Linked DNA regions of Dromaius novaehollandiae: region 1 is linked to region 2. Evidence: chromatin contacts called from public Hi-C data. All regions are on one chromosome and are shown on one strand. Each heading gives the region's core, a stretch centred on a gene start, on an enhancer-like site or on the middle of the called end of the contact. The rest is flanking DNA. Distances are from core to core; before and after follow the strand shown.

The links. A called contact is a pair of places that touch in the nucleus more often than the background predicts.
Region 1: a Hi-C map of liver shows a contact between it and region 2, with 5 times the contacts expected there. The contact joins the promoter of DAZL here to the enhancer-like site in region 2. A contact is called at or near these places in 2 of 4 Hi-C or Micro-C datasets (brain and liver).

Annotation. Positions count from the first base shown.
Region 1 is chr2:35,871,456-35,874,159 of bDroNov1.hap1, reverse strand. It overlaps DAZL (deleted in azoospermia like), which reads right to left and starts at 1,260. Exons shown (of 12, transcript XM_064505457.1): 1 at 1,219-1,260; 2 at 526-615. The coding sequence starts at 1,260. All of the region lies in intron 1 of PLCL2 (phospholipase C like 2), which reads left to right.
Region 2 is chr2:35,670,107-35,672,806 of bDroNov1.hap1, reverse strand. All of the region lies in intron 17 of TBC1D5 (TBC1 domain family member 5), which reads right to left. Among named protein-coding and RNA genes, the nearest start is that of DAZL, 200 kb to the left of the region's middle. Within about 2 kb of position 1,441, at least 2 of the 2 cell types and tissues checked have open chromatin away from gene starts, as enhancers often do.

The DNA.
Region 1 (2,704 bases), core at 11-2,510, 200 kb before region 2:
AACTGGTGAAAAAATCATTTGCTACCGCCATCAGCCTGCACAGCCTTTCTAGTTTAGTATCTGATACCCACGTCTTTATCAGTACTTAAGCATCTATGGGGCAGAATAAGCATAATGCCAGTACTATTATACTGACTTGCAGATTTAAGATGAGGTTTGGAAGTTTTATCAGTCCTTTTGTATGAAATCATCACTTTTATGGCCAGAAGGCTTTAGGAGACATGTATCTACAGCTTTCCACTCAAAAAAGTCCGACAATGTCCTTAACTAAAGAACTGCCAAGGCTAAAGTTAACTGACTTTTTTTGTTCGGTGGAGTTATCCTGTTTCTGTACAGGTTGGACAGATAAGTAGAGCGGGAAATAGAAGCTTTATTTTTTTCCTTGAGAAAGGATTGTTCACATCTCGCTAAAGGCCTGAAAATTGGTGGCTTAGTAACGTGCATCTTAAGTAGCTAAATGGCTGAAAACGTGTATCTTCTTCCTCACAATGCTCTGTGACAGATGATTCTAATAACATTTTTTACCTGTTGCTTGTAAATCTTATCCTCCAGAAGAAATGGTGATGATGCTAATGACAAAGAATCTCCAGCAGGGATGGTTTGTGATGTGTACACCTGCAGGTACAATACCAGAAGTTCATTTAACAGTGAAGACCCTTTTCCCACTTAAATGGTCAGGCAAAAGCAGATATTCAGAGGAGGACAAATGGTAAAATGACTGTCTCTCTAGCTCATCACAAACATAAACTTTGGCTATTTCAGATCTTAAGTTTAATATCACTGTCCTTTACAGTTTATAGTTCAGATCCTGCAAATGTTTACATTTTCATTCACTTTAGCAATGTTAATAATTTGATTACAGTTAGGCACCATATGCACGCGTGATGTAGCCGTGCCAGGTTCTGGACTTCCTTGACCTTGACTGACCCTGATAAATGATACTGAGTAAGTAATATCCTATAAATAGGATCATATGTTCCTCCAAGCTGGATCGTACTTCATGGTCCCTCTTCCTATGGTGACAAACAACACTGTCAGGACTTGTAGGCGATATATTGCCTTCAAGTCATGGACGGGAGATTAATGATTTATAGTATGTAATTATTAAGCACCTTAAGCAGATTTGTTCTTTGGGAGTGGTGAGGCACTCCCATGATACAAAACACAGCCCAAGGAAAGGAAAGTGAGTCTCTGTATCCTAGTAGTTAGCCCTCTCACCTCAGGGGTGTTTGGTCCCTTCCTTGCTGCCAAGACCGTCATTTAGTAACACTCATGAACAGATTACCACTCAACTGCAGTCACATTCCCACTTCTTTCTGGCCCAGTGTCTCTTGAATTCCCTTTTACAGTGCGTGTGGCACAGCCTCTGTGGGAAAATGCTCTCACCAAAAATACCCTGTGAGTTGGTGGCTGTCTATTGGTAGCAGGGACATGTATTTGAGTCCCCTCAGCAAAAAAAGGAGATAGAAATGAGGGCTCTCACACCCCAAGTGGTCCTGGCACTGAACAGCTGCAGAAGGAGGCATCACAGTTACAGCTCCCGGGGCGTCAGACCAGAGGAGCGAGCGGCCCCTCGGCGCCCTGGAGGAGGAGGTGGAAGTGCTGTGGGCCGCGCGCTGAGACACTCCTCCTCCGCAGTCTTGGGAAGGGCCCTGGAGCCGGGGAACTGGGCTGAAAGCGGACTCATCTCCGCAGTGTTTCCACTGCGTGACTCCGTGCATCAGCACATCAAAGGGGGGTATTTATACCATCTTATTTTAAGCATCTAAGATAGATGTCTTATCCCTGATAGAGTCAGCGGTCTCCAGAGGGCAATGCGGAGAACCTAAATAAAAAGCGTAGTGCTTCCATTTTTGACTGTATTAAGCACTCCAGTTGAAAGCCTGGGGTCAGGCACTGTGCTGTCTTAGGTGTCTCCCTGATCCGCGCGGCTCTTCTGACTCCCGATTCTCTGATTCCCCCTTTTGCCCATGCCCTGAATATAGAGCCCTGCCATCTGACTCAGGTATCTGAATTTCACTCAGAGGGCCAACTGCTCAAACTGTGGTGTTTAATTTTCCTTTATTCAATCTAACCGCAAAACATGAAGCTACTGCAAAATCCAACCGGATCTGGAGATAGACGATACACACACGCAACTCCTTATACTGTTCCCCCCACACAAGCTGGCCTCTGCGTGTCTTACAGCCACATTTTGGGGGCAAACAAGCGCACCAGACACCCGCGAATCGCCTCCGCCGCGGGCCGAGGCGCGAGGCGCCGGCCCCGCCCCTTCCCCCTGCCGCGGCGCGCGGGAACGGCCGTTGGGCCCCCGCCCGCCCCCGCGACCGCCGTTACCGCCTCCCGCCGCGGAGCCGCTGCCGGGCCGCCCGGGGCGGACGGCTGAGGTGCGCGGCGTGGGGCGCCTGGCGCCCCGCGGGGAGGGACGAGCAGGACTTGCCGCGCGCTTCAAGCGAGCCGCGTTGAGCCGCGGTGCGCCTGGCAAGCAGCAGTGCCGCTCTGAGCGGAGGGGGGACCCCTCAAAGCCCCCCAGGAAGGGGGTGAGGCCGGGCGCAGGACTTTGGGTTGTTTTGTGTGTTTCAGTGCGGAGGCGCCACGCGTGTGGAGGAATTCACTGATAACGGCGGGGCGAAAGGAGGGCAGCGGGGAGCCCGCGGAGGGGCCGCCGCCGCCGCCGCCGGGGGGTGCTGGCGGCGGGGCCGCC
Region 2 (2,700 bases), core at 192-2,691:
CTGAACATATCTCAGTCTTCTTTAGCAGGTCAGTCAGCAACTTGAGAATATCACTTAATCAAAACTCTCATTTCCCTCTGCTCTTTCTATCAATCTCAGATAAATACATTATACCTCATTAAAAGAAGATTAAAGTAGCATGTTCCTAATGTAATCTCTGACTATGTAAACATAAACCAGAGGGTCCTAAAGCCTATACAAAACAGGCTGAAAAAATGCAAATATGAAAATGGAATAAATGCCTCTAAGGAACACCGAACAAAAAGCTAAGGACTCCTGAGGTAAGTCACCAGCACACAATACCACATAGGATGTCTTAAACAATGTATTATGCACACAAAAATAGTTCACAGCAACAATTCCCAGTATTTGGTGCGCTAAAAATATATATCCTTCTGAGACAGAAAGGAGCAGCATCACTCCATGTGCTGGCTTCTAGCTGGCTCACTACTTGCCTATTGCTAAAGGTTGCTGGGGCTCTGCCTGACCCCAGGGTTACAAAGGCTGCATCAAAACCATTTGGAAAACGCACAACAGATGTGGTAGTGGGAAAAGAACTGAACTGGTGGTACTGCTGGCAGGGCAGGGGTGGGGTAGGCCGGCTCTTGGAAACAAGGAAGGTTTAAATTTAATGTGATCTATAATGAGGATAAAGTAAAAGATGTTGACAAGGGGGGGGGGGAAGAATTAGAAAAAAGAAAAAACAGCTGTAGGTCTTACTAGGTTCACATTAAGTTGCAGGGGCCTCTGGAGGCCTCTGCTAAAATCTAGGTCATCTGAGTCAGACAAAGACACGGACAAAAACACACCAAACTGAGGCTGACCCCCAGTTCAGCCCTTCCAGGGGAAAAGAACAGCTTTCACAGCTGAAGGACAGTGAAGGACAAGATACCAAAAGGAACAAGTCAGGCACAGGCTGTAATTCAAGACCACTCAGATCTGCTGATCTGTTACTCTGTATTTGCCATAGTCAGGATGCAGAGTGTTAAAGTTTGCAAAAAAAATGGTACGATTTTTATAAAACTTTTAAACTTCAGACAAATTACAGTTTCTCCTTTTTTCCCTACACTGAAACTGGAAGGAAGGCTTGCATCACAGGTATGCTTTTATTTATTTAAACCAACTCATCGCGCAAATACACGTGCGTTAGTATTGCAGACTGAGGCACCTTAGCTCCTCTTTAGTTAAGAGCATAAAAGCAGATGCTCAGCCCAAAATACCTGCCTCGAATGCAACCGCGGGGAAGCTCTGCAACTAAAAGCGACACTCATGGTCAGAGGGCCACACGTGACAAAGTGTGAAGTTGAGCACAAACTACACGGAGAACACAGGTTTTTAACAAAGACGGATGCTGGCAGACAAGGAAGGCAATGGGGGAGTCTCAGCCACACTCCTCAGAGCCAGGGAGGGAAGAAGTGAAGCTGCTTTTTTTGTTTTCTACACAACAGTGCCGCTCGGTGGATGGACAATGGCAGTGAGCTGGAGATGGAAACCCCCCATGAGAGACACTGGGTGGCCGATGCCGCTGGCTCCGAAATGCTCCCCGCTGCCACAGCAGCCGTACCTGGTTGGGCTGGGGGATGTGGCGCAGGGCCAGGCACCTGAGCATCGCTGCCCGTAACTACATCTCCTGGTGAACAAATAAACACATTAGAAGGTTTTTCCAACAAACAGAAATCATTGAAGTAAAGACCTGTAACTTCTACTTTTGCTGCAAGATGCCGATTCCAACACAGGGGATCTTGTGAGACAGCTGTGTAAGATTAGGCAGAAACGAACGGGAAGTTTTAAGGATCACCGTATTATATGCCATATCCACAGAGAAAAAAGTAGTGCTTTTCGGAGGCTGATTTATATAAAAGTCTGAGCTAAAACAAACAATCAAAAACATTTTGCTCCTGGTACTTCACCCTGACAGAACCATTCTGATTTAGGAGTATCATATTCTACTTACTCTTGGTAACATTTCATAATTAGCTAAGACTATGCATAGTTATATTTAAAAAAAAGGAAAAAAAATATCTTGGTCAGTATTTTATGTTATTCATTATTACTTATTGCTGCTATCAGTATGGACAACTTCTTTTTTCCTTCAGAAGAAGCTTACTTGTTTTCTAGACAGACAGTTCATAAATAATTCTCAATATGGAATGCATTTTTTAGGGCATATTCGGTGACTGAAAATTCAATTTGTGTTACAACAAATACCTCAGAAATATCTACTGATAACAGCAGACGGTAGTCTGGATACTCCCTAAGCAGCTGACGACAGCTTTGGCAGAACTTCTTTTTGAAACTGGTCCTCTAACATGTCCTTGTGATAAAGTGGCATTCAAATCAAATGAAAGGATCTAGAAGGAAAACTGTATCTTGTATTATTGTTTGAATAATACAGAAATGGGGTAGAGTCAACATCACAGCGAAGAAACGAAGGAGGAAAGTTTTTTTTTCTAGCAACACATTGCCTGTTGGTAAGCAAACAATATGCAGTTCCTGAGCACTCAAGAAACCTATGGACTGCAAAGGGCAACAATTTTGCTTTTTTTGGTCTTTCAAAACAACGGGCTCAACTTACAGTCCAGTGAACTCAAGGTTTGAATTTAACCTTCGTGTCAGTGAATTCTTTCACTGTGTAGGATCGAGAGACTATTTTAATCCCTTTTGTATTTGCAGACTACCTTGCATAAGTAATCAGTAATG